Linked DNA regions of Mus musculus: regions 1 and 3 are each linked to region 2. A link is a contact called in public Hi-C and promoter capture Hi-C data. All regions are on one chromosome and are shown on one strand. Each heading gives the region's core, a stretch centred on a gene start, on an enhancer-like site or on the middle of the called end of the contact. The rest is flanking DNA. Distances are from core to core; before and after follow the strand shown. Region 1 overlaps 4930527A07Rik (RIKEN cDNA 4930527A07 gene). Region 2 holds the start of Elp4 (elongator acetyltransferase complex subunit 4). Region 3 holds the start of 4930527A07Rik (RIKEN cDNA 4930527A07 gene).

Region 1 (2,700 bases), core at 144-2,643, 380 kb before region 2:
TAAGTAGCCTCAAACAAGAAACACTCTGATTAAAAGGATTTCTTATTAATACCAGTTTTGAGACCATTCACAAATACTGTGTTACTGCGATCTGTGTCAGGTGCATTTTGAACAATTTTTGAACAGACTCAAGGTTATTCCTCTAGTTGTATTATTTTCTAAATGATTTCCCTTGAGCTGAAGAGAAAGGGCTGAGTTGATATCCAAAGGCTTTGAATATGCATAATTCACTGATAATGTTGTTGTTGGTCGTGGTGGTGGTGGTGGTGGTGGTGAGACAAGGTCTTTCTCTATAGCTCTGGCTCTGCTGAAGCTATTTAGACCAGGCTGGCCTCACACTCACAAAGCTCTGCCTTTCAGGTCTTGCACATGAGCTGCCACTCACTCCCTGCTGTTGTTTTTCTATTCAATTTGCTCTGTGCTGCTCTCTGTATTGCATCTCTACCATAGCCCGAGACAGCTCATGTGGAGAGTGGGACTTAAGATCTGAGCCTATCATTTATAGGGCATTGATTACCCACCAGAGTATCCTGGACATTCTCAAGCCATTGGTCAATTCTATTGCTACCCTGGCTATCTGGCTAAGGACTCTGCCTTGCATAATTCTACAATTACCAAGAGGCTTCTTTTTGCCACATGATTAAGACATGTCACATCTACCACCATCACCAGGAAGGTAGCAATTGTTGACACATCGCAAAACCAAAATGAACCAACCGTCATTTTTATGGTAAGATATTCGATGAGCTGATGTCTTCTCTGACATGTTTTCTTAAATGTCTGATATCTTGCTACCATTGGCTGTCTATGTGCTGGCATGAGAGAAGAGGAAATATGTTTTGCGTTTGTCATGTTGTTCTCACCCTAGTATTGCTAATCCCCTTGACAGATGAAGAAGCTGAGGTGTGTGGGGTGAAGCCTTGAGTTCAAAGGCAGCTCCTAAACTCCAAGTGATGTTGGACCTCCAAAGCTCCATAGCAGATGCAGCCTCACCATCTCTTATGTCCTTCCAACTTAAAGCATTAGTATGTCTTGATTTCCTGCAAAAAGCCTCATGACCTCAAGGCCATCATGGTGAGGGTGCCTGGCTCGAGCTTGCTCCTAGGGTCACTTCTGTCCCCTGTAAACAGATTACATGTGAGGCAGTGCTCTCTCTCTCTCTCTCTCTAACGCTCTCTCTCTTCCTCCTCCTCCTCCTCTTCCTCCTCCTCCTCCTCCTCCTCTTCCTCCTCCTCCTCCTCTTCCTCCTCCAAATTCGCTTGAGGCTGTTTTCTTGAGACATCAGTGGCTTTAAAGCAAAACAAGGATTTGCTAACAAAACATTCTACCCCAGATGAGTCACGGTTCAGGTCCTCCTCAGGAGAGGCAGCCAAGTGCGAAGTCTGAGAGACTCCAAGGGCTCTCTCTCTCTCTTCCCTCTTCACCAGACTGAACTCCCCAAACACAGCAGAGGCAAAGTCACGGCTGTTTGAGCACGTTAACAGGATGGCTTCTGGGGGGTGATAAAGGCCAGAGAATGGAGGCCTGAGAGACCTTTGTGTCCTAAGCCTTTGACCCCTTTGATGAGACAGATGTGCAGGCCAGGCCTTCCTTCCCAGGGCAAGCTAACCCTCATTAAACAGCAGGAAGGCTTCCTTGGTGGCAATGAGCAGACACATGCCTGGCTTCCCTGGCAGCAGACGGAATGGGAAGAGATAATCCCCCTGTCATCAGGCCCCACACCCCCTCAAGACTCCAGCACTGGCTCCTGTAACATGTGCTCACCTTGATTTATGGTTGACCTTGGGAAAGCCAGCCTCTGACTTTGGCAGCCTGTCTCCTGGCCATCATTTTTCTAGATGGAAAGAGCTCTTTTTGGTTAGTGTCTGTAAGTATCCCATCTAAGTCAGAGTTTCTCGAGATGCTTGCGGCTCCCCTGGAAGCCACTCTGCTAGCTTCCCTGGGATACTTTGCAGATGAAGGTAGGAAAAGCCAGGAGGAAAATTTCCCTAAGTTGGAGAGAGGACACATCCACCCTGTCCGCCAGAGTGTCATCAGTCAGTCTACAGCACCAACGGGCCCACCACCTTGCCAGACTGACTTAATAAAGACAAAGGACATGGGAGTTCCACAGTCATGACTCTTAAACCTCGTAGAGGCTATATAGAGTGTAAGTAGCACCTATGTTAACCAAATAGTGTCTCTAACATTAACTTTCTCTAACTGGAAATGTCTGCCTGGGACATATTGACCAACAAGACTTAGAATGGAGCTTAATGGGTTGACTCTACAGATGGTGGGACTACATGAGAGCCATGCTCTGTTGGACAATAATTACAGCTAGTATGTACAGGGTGATGATCATACATTGTACCGCTTCATCACAATATGCTGCTGGAGTATCAGTATTGTTCATATTTATAGAAGAGGCGAGCAGCCCAAAGAGGTTAAGTAACTTGCTTAAACCTTGACAGCGACTAAATGGTAAAACTTGAGGTTTGAACCCACACACACTGGCTCTGGAGTGCATAACCTCATCATGATGAGTTTAACCTTGAAAGCTGCCTACAAGAAGAGGAATTGTGCCTCACAGAAAAGTCAATCCTACTTGATGTTCAAATTGACTTTCAATGTGCATGTATTTGTGTAAAACACATGAGTGCGCACATATGTCCACATTGTAAACTGAGAGTGAATGCAATTCCCATGCTTGCACCCTAG
Region 2 (2,700 bases), core at 65-2,564:
TCTCCTCTGAGGTTATGCCAGTGCCTGGCAAATACAGAAGTGGATACTCACAGTCATCAATTGGATGGAACACAGGGCCCCCAATGGAGGAGCTAGAGAAAGTACCCAAGGAGCTGAAGGGGTCTGCAACCCTATAGGTGGAACAGCAATATGAACTAATCAGTACCCTGAGAGCTCGTGTCTCTAGCTGCATATGTAGCAGAAGATGGCCTAGTCGGCCATCACTGGAAAGAGAGGCCCATTGGACTTGCAAACTTTATATGCCCCAGTACAGGGGAATGCCAGGGCCATGAAGTGGGAGTGGGTGGGTAGGAGGGCAGGGCGGGGATAAGGGCATAGGGGACTTTTGGGATAGCATTTGAAATGTAAATGAAGAAAATATCTAATAAAAAAAATTAAAAAAAAAAAAAAGAAACTCGGGTGGGGTGTAGAACTATCTGAATACCAAGGACTGTCATTTCTTTGAGTCAACAGGCATCTTTAACATCCACTCTTTAGAACCATACCGCTCTACTATTTAAGATGAGTAGCCAGGCTGTGGGAAAGAGGGCAATACTTTCAACTTTTTCTAAAGGAACCCTTCTTTAAAACTCTAAAAAGTTTTGTGGGTTAGTCCCAGCTTTAAGCTACCCGGGGTTGGAAGGAAGGAGTCCTAAGACACCAGCAGAGGATCCTACAAGCCAATTCCTTTCCATATGTGTTTCTTTTTCAGTAGTAATCATTTTAGGGTAATGGCATGTAGGGAGTCCATGGTCATCTAGAAATGAGGTGCTGAACAGAGAAGAGTAAGGAGTCTGGGTCTTAAGGCGGGCTTAGTGCACACCTCTTGACATCTCCATGCAAGTTTCCTCCCAGTCTTCCTCTGTCAGGGCAGGTCATCCTAACCATGCTTATGAAGAAGAGAGGGAAAAAGGAAATGGGTGCGTGGGGCCGGGCCAAGCACAGGGGTGATGGGCTGCCCAGGAGTCCCTCCCCCAAGTTTCTCCTGGAACGCGCCCACATATTTATTCTGAACCGACCTAAGAGCTGGTCCAGGGCTGGGAGCCCGGTTGACACCAGCAGTTGTCCATTCCGCACCGACGGTCGCGTGCCAGCAATGGACAGCAGCCGAGGGCCCCCTCCGGGGCCCCCAGAGGCCTTGCCCTTCCTCTGGAAACTAGAGGTGCCGCCCTGACCCGCCTCGGACGCCACAGACCGGGAGCTGAGGGTACCCGCGCCGCAAGTGTCTGCCGCCGCCATCTTGAAGCTCCTACGATGACCCAATCGGAACTCTGGGAACTGGAGCGGGGGGCCTGTCAGAGCTAGCCCCAAAGTCCCGCCTACACGCCATTGGCAGCCAATAGAACTGAGATTTCCTTGCAGGTCAACCAATCGCAAGGCCTATTGCTGAAAAGTGCGGTGCGTAAAGCTGGAGGGGTGTACGCGGCCCTGGTCCGTCTGAGTCCTGGCCGAGGAACTTCTGTTGGTGTTTGGGGCCGCAGGTGGGTACCGTCCTTCGGCATTCTTGATTTGCGAGTGCCTACGTTCACGAGTTAAAAGGAAAGGAAAGAGAAGCGATTCGCCCCCAGGGCTTCTAAAGCCACTGCGAGTTGGCGCTCTCCCCTGCTGTTTAGCAGAGAGACGCCTCTTTTTGCCTCTCTCACCTCTTGGGTCTCTAAGGAAAGTTATTCCCCATCCCTACCACCCCCACCACTACCTCTCCTCGAAACCTTGATTTCCCGAATGGTTGAGCTGTCTGGACAGGAGTAACTGTGACTTCAGTGGCTGGTGAGCTCTTGGGCTTAAGGCAGTGAGAACCCAGGGTTAGGTGGGTTGGGTTAAGGTAGACTTTACTTAGAAACTTCCGTTTATGAACTTCGAGACCATTGGGCTTTCTTCCCCCACTCTCACAGACTATACCTTTCTGACAAGTCCCCGTGAGCAGCTTTTCTTAATTTTAATTAGTGTTTCTGGAAATCTCGGAGGGTCTTTCCTAAGCAGTGTGAATGGCAAGTGTTACTCTGACAACCTTGTTCACACATTTAATTGTCACTTCTCCAAAGCAGCTGCAAATAACGGAAACTACTTGAAGTTTCTCTCCCCTAAATCTGAGTGGAATTAGATGTATTTGTACCTTATTTTTCTAGTAATTTGAATCTGAATGGAGAGGGTTCCTACTACACTATGAGTTTTATTTGTGGTAGAAAAAAAACCATGTAATTCAGACCTGATTTTTTTTTTCATATGTGAACTGGAGGAGGAATTGGTTAAGTGATTTCTAGAAGACATCCAAGATAAGCAATGTTTGAACGGAAAAAGAGACCTAAGTCAATACTTGTGTCACTTAATTACTGCTGACAGTGATGGGTGATACATGATATATGGATTGATTGATTGATTCATTCATTCATTCATTCATTTATTTTGAGACAGGATCTCTCTATGTAGCCCTGTTGGTATATAACTCACAGAAGTCTGCCTGCCTTTGCCTGAGACTTACAGGTGAATGCCACCACAACACCTTTACTTACGGTTTTTTCTTTCCATTCCCTCTTTCCCTTCCTCCTTCCCACCCTTTCTTTTTTCCTGCATCATATTTGGGCTTGGGCAGGAGACTATAATCCCAAACAGTTGGAAAAGGAGAATCAGATATTCAGAGTTAGCATCAGCAAAACAAATAATAATTAAAAAAACTTCAAACAAATATAAGAGAATCATATG
Region 3 (2,700 bases), core at 21-2,520, 430 kb before region 2:
AGCAGAGACACTGGCACTTTGAAACTGGCTCGGAGAACCCAGAGTTGTATGGTGTCTGACACAGGCATGGCTTGTACTCCTGTTTGCCTTAGTTCGGGGCGGGTACTTCTTTACAGAGCTGGATGCAGAACGGCAGCCTTACCCTTTGCTAACTCCTTTCTTTGTCTTATTAAGAGATGGTTTTAACATACCACTCTTAAAAAGTTACTCCCTGGAGACTTTCTTCAGACAAACTCCAGCGTTCATTTTGAACAAGAGTGGAACAGTTGTGGATGAGGGGGCCATGTCTTGTCTGATGGGAAAGCCAGCTTTCTTTTCTCCATCAACTCCAGTATAGTTTTCTTCTCTCTAGAACCCTAGAACTCTTGAACTCTCTGGGGTACTGATGTGTCATTCTGCAAAGTGCAGACTTACAGCCAACCCCTAATCCCAGGAGCAGCTTCACCAAAAGCAGGAAGGAGGACACAAGGGGGAAGGAAATCCTGACAGAGCCTCCATTTTCTACTCTATATGAGCATGAACTCCAGAGAGAGAGAGAGAGAGAGAGAGAGAGAGAGAGAGATTTAACACTGAAATGGAGTAAAAGCAATCAACCAGGCCCAGGTCCAGAGCTTTGAGTCAAACCTTGAGTTACATTTTGTAATCCACCCAGCTGATTTTATTCATACTTTCATTGTGCAGATATGGACGGCCCGAAGAAAGATACCCAAGTACTCAACTTGGGAACCACCACAATGGGAGAATGTGCGACAGAGAGATAGGAAAGAGACAATGGAGAAAGGGTAGAGAAAGTAGAGCTGAGGGGGTTGTGTACTCTGGAGAAAGGTGGAACTGGAGACGACAGTGGTGGGCAACAGGCAGCTTTAGGAACCTGCACAACGGCCTGAGGACATGGTGATGCCTTGGCTTGGACTTTGGCAAAGGGCCATGTTTGGATCTGTGCTCCTGTGGCAGCTGGGGTCTGAGTTATCACCAAAGGCCATGCTGATGTCCGTGGTCTGGGCTGCCACTGGAGATCATGTGGATGTCTGAGGGCCTTGGTGCTGTAGGGGGGCATGCTCATCTGAGTGACCTGCTCTGACACCTGAGTCCATGGTGACAGCAGGGTCCATGCTGCTGCCTGGGACCATGTCAGGATCTAGAGTCCCATCACAGCCAGGGTCTGTGTTGGTGCCTCAGGTTCATGTTATCACCAAAGGCTATGCAGATGTCCCTGGGCTGGGCTCCTGAGGCACTGTGCTAGACTGGCCCCGCCCCTTGCCTGGGTGACACAATAGAGCTGACCCTGGTGTGAGGGTCAGGTGAGCTGGCCAAGGGTATGCGCATGGGACAGTTGGCCCTGCCCCTTGCCAGCTGTGATTCGAGGGCAAGCTAGCTGGGGCAGTACTAGACAGCTCGACAGGGTGGTACTGGTGCAGGAGAGCTGGTGGGCTGACCGACTCAGCTACCAACCAGGCCCAGATTCAGGGCTTTGAGTCAGCCCACCCCAACATCTACCCCATCTATGAACTGCTGGGTGGTGTGAAAAGCCCAGTCCTACAGATCCAAAGCTGCAGGATCTCCATGACACAGGGCAATAATAACAGGGTGACTAGGGGGAGTCTCCATGAAGATCTAGTACTGATGATGTAGCAGAAGCCAGATGCCTCCGACCAGAGCAGTGACTCCTTGCAATGAACACTTGTAAGTAAAGATGTGTGGACAGAAGGGTGTACTGTGGGCTACGCTGTGACAAGTTTGTTTGTTTTTTTTTAAATTCTATCCTATATTTGGTGGGGGAGGGAGAGGATGCAAGGGCAGGGGGTGTATAAGAAGGGACAGGGATATGAGTGGGGTTGGTGTGTGTGATTCACCAAAGAATCAATAGAAGGGTTTTTTTAATGTGTACTTCAAAGCTATAACTGAGTCTTGACAGTTATGTGCAGGAGTATTTTGCCTCCAGGAAGCAGACTCTTATCACCCACTACCTTCTCCCACACAGGGGACCAAAAACTGACATCATTCCTCCTGGGAAGACACTTCCTGCTCTGAGCTTCTTCAGGCCATTGGAATGGTTATATTATTTTTATTGTGAATTTTTATTTGGCTTAGTTTGAGGCAGAGTCTCGTGGACTAGCCCTGAACTGCTGATCCCCCTGCCTCGACCTCCCCTCCTGAGAGCTTGGATTATAAGCATCTGTCACCATGCCAAGCTAGAATGGTTATTTTTAAACTGCTCTTTTTTTTTTTTTAAAAGCATATATCCAGATTTGTTGCACCTACTTATAATATGAATTTAAAACAGTTTGTGATCAAATGGCAATTTTAATTTGTCTTGATTCATGTGAAAGTAATTTAAATTCACATTAGTATGCTGGAAACTGATCATTAACACTTTTTAACTGATTTTGTAAACACATTTGGCTTCCAAAATAAACATAAACAGGAAAGAGGAGGGCTTGGCGGAGCTGAGGCATGAAGGCACGCACCCATTGAAGGATCCTTAGCAGAAAACGCAAAGCCATTTGAGAGTTATTTCATCAGCCACTCACTTCATGAAAAATCTGCAAGAAAAATGTGAATAATTTCAGATTTGCCTGGTGGGGAATTTCAAACTGCAGGGTTGTATGTGTGCCTATCACGGCTCATTGCAAATCATTAAGACGGGGTGGGAGGTGCAAACTAACTAATGTTTCATAAAGCAGAAGGAATACGGCATGT

Evidence for each region. Promoter capture Hi-C pulls out the DNA fragments that hold promoters and counts their contacts. Hi-C and Micro-C count contacts between places; a contact is called where the count stands out from the background.
Region 1: a contact with region 2 is called in a Hi-C map of uterus, with 2.5 times the contacts expected there. The contact joins the enhancer-like site here to the promoter of Elp4 in region 2. A contact is called at or near these places in 7 of 39 promoter capture datasets (embryonic stem cells, liver and stem cell-derived epiblast-like cells), 4 of 15 datasets of contacts at CTCF or cohesin (embryonic stem cells, pro-B cells and stem cell-derived epiblast-like cells), 28 of 484 Hi-C or Micro-C datasets (cerebellar granule neurons, cerebellum, cerebral cortex and 6 more), 3 of 115 datasets of contacts at active chromatin or transcription factors (astrocytes and embryonic stem cells) and 2 of 9 other capture datasets (embryonic tail and pancreatic islet).
Region 3: a promoter capture Hi-C map of embryonic stem cells shows a contact between it and region 2, with 4 times the contacts expected there. The contact joins the promoter of 4930527A07Rik here to the promoter of Elp4 in region 2. A contact is called at or near these places in 7 of 39 promoter capture datasets (the 3T3-L1 cell line, 3T3-L1-derived adipocytes, embryonic stem cells and 3 more), 1 of 15 datasets of contacts at CTCF or cohesin (pro-B cells), 9 of 484 Hi-C or Micro-C datasets (the C2C12 cell line, adipose-derived mesenchymal stem cells, cerebellum and 5 more), 1 of 115 datasets of contacts at active chromatin or transcription factors (astrocytes) and 2 of 9 other capture datasets (embryonic tail and embryonic trunk).

Annotation. Positions count from the first base shown.
Region 1 is chr2:105,520,583-105,523,282 of GRCm38.p6, forward strand. All of the region lies in intron 1 of 4930527A07Rik (RIKEN cDNA 4930527A07 gene), which reads left to right. Among named protein-coding and RNA genes, the nearest start is that of 4930527A07Rik, 45 kb to the left of the region's middle. Within about 2 kb of position 1,394, at least 14 of the 459 cell types and tissues checked have an H3K27ac peak or open chromatin away from gene starts, as enhancers often do. A contact at or near this core is called in embryonic tail and uterus, where this site is marked.
Region 2 is chr2:105,903,250-105,905,949 of GRCm38.p6, forward strand. It overlaps Elp4 (elongator acetyltransferase complex subunit 4), which reads right to left and starts at 1,315. Exons shown (of 10, transcript NM_023876.4): 1 at 1,020-1,315. The coding sequence starts at 1,239. It overlaps Immp1l (IMP1 inner mitochondrial membrane peptidase-like (S. cerevisiae)), which reads left to right and starts at 1,389. Exons shown (of 7, transcript NM_028260.2): 1 at 1,389-1,481.
Region 3 is chr2:105,475,173-105,477,872 of GRCm38.p6, forward strand. It overlaps 4930527A07Rik (RIKEN cDNA 4930527A07 gene), which reads left to right and starts at 1,271. Exons shown (of 3, transcript NR_166134.1): 1 at 1,271-1,683.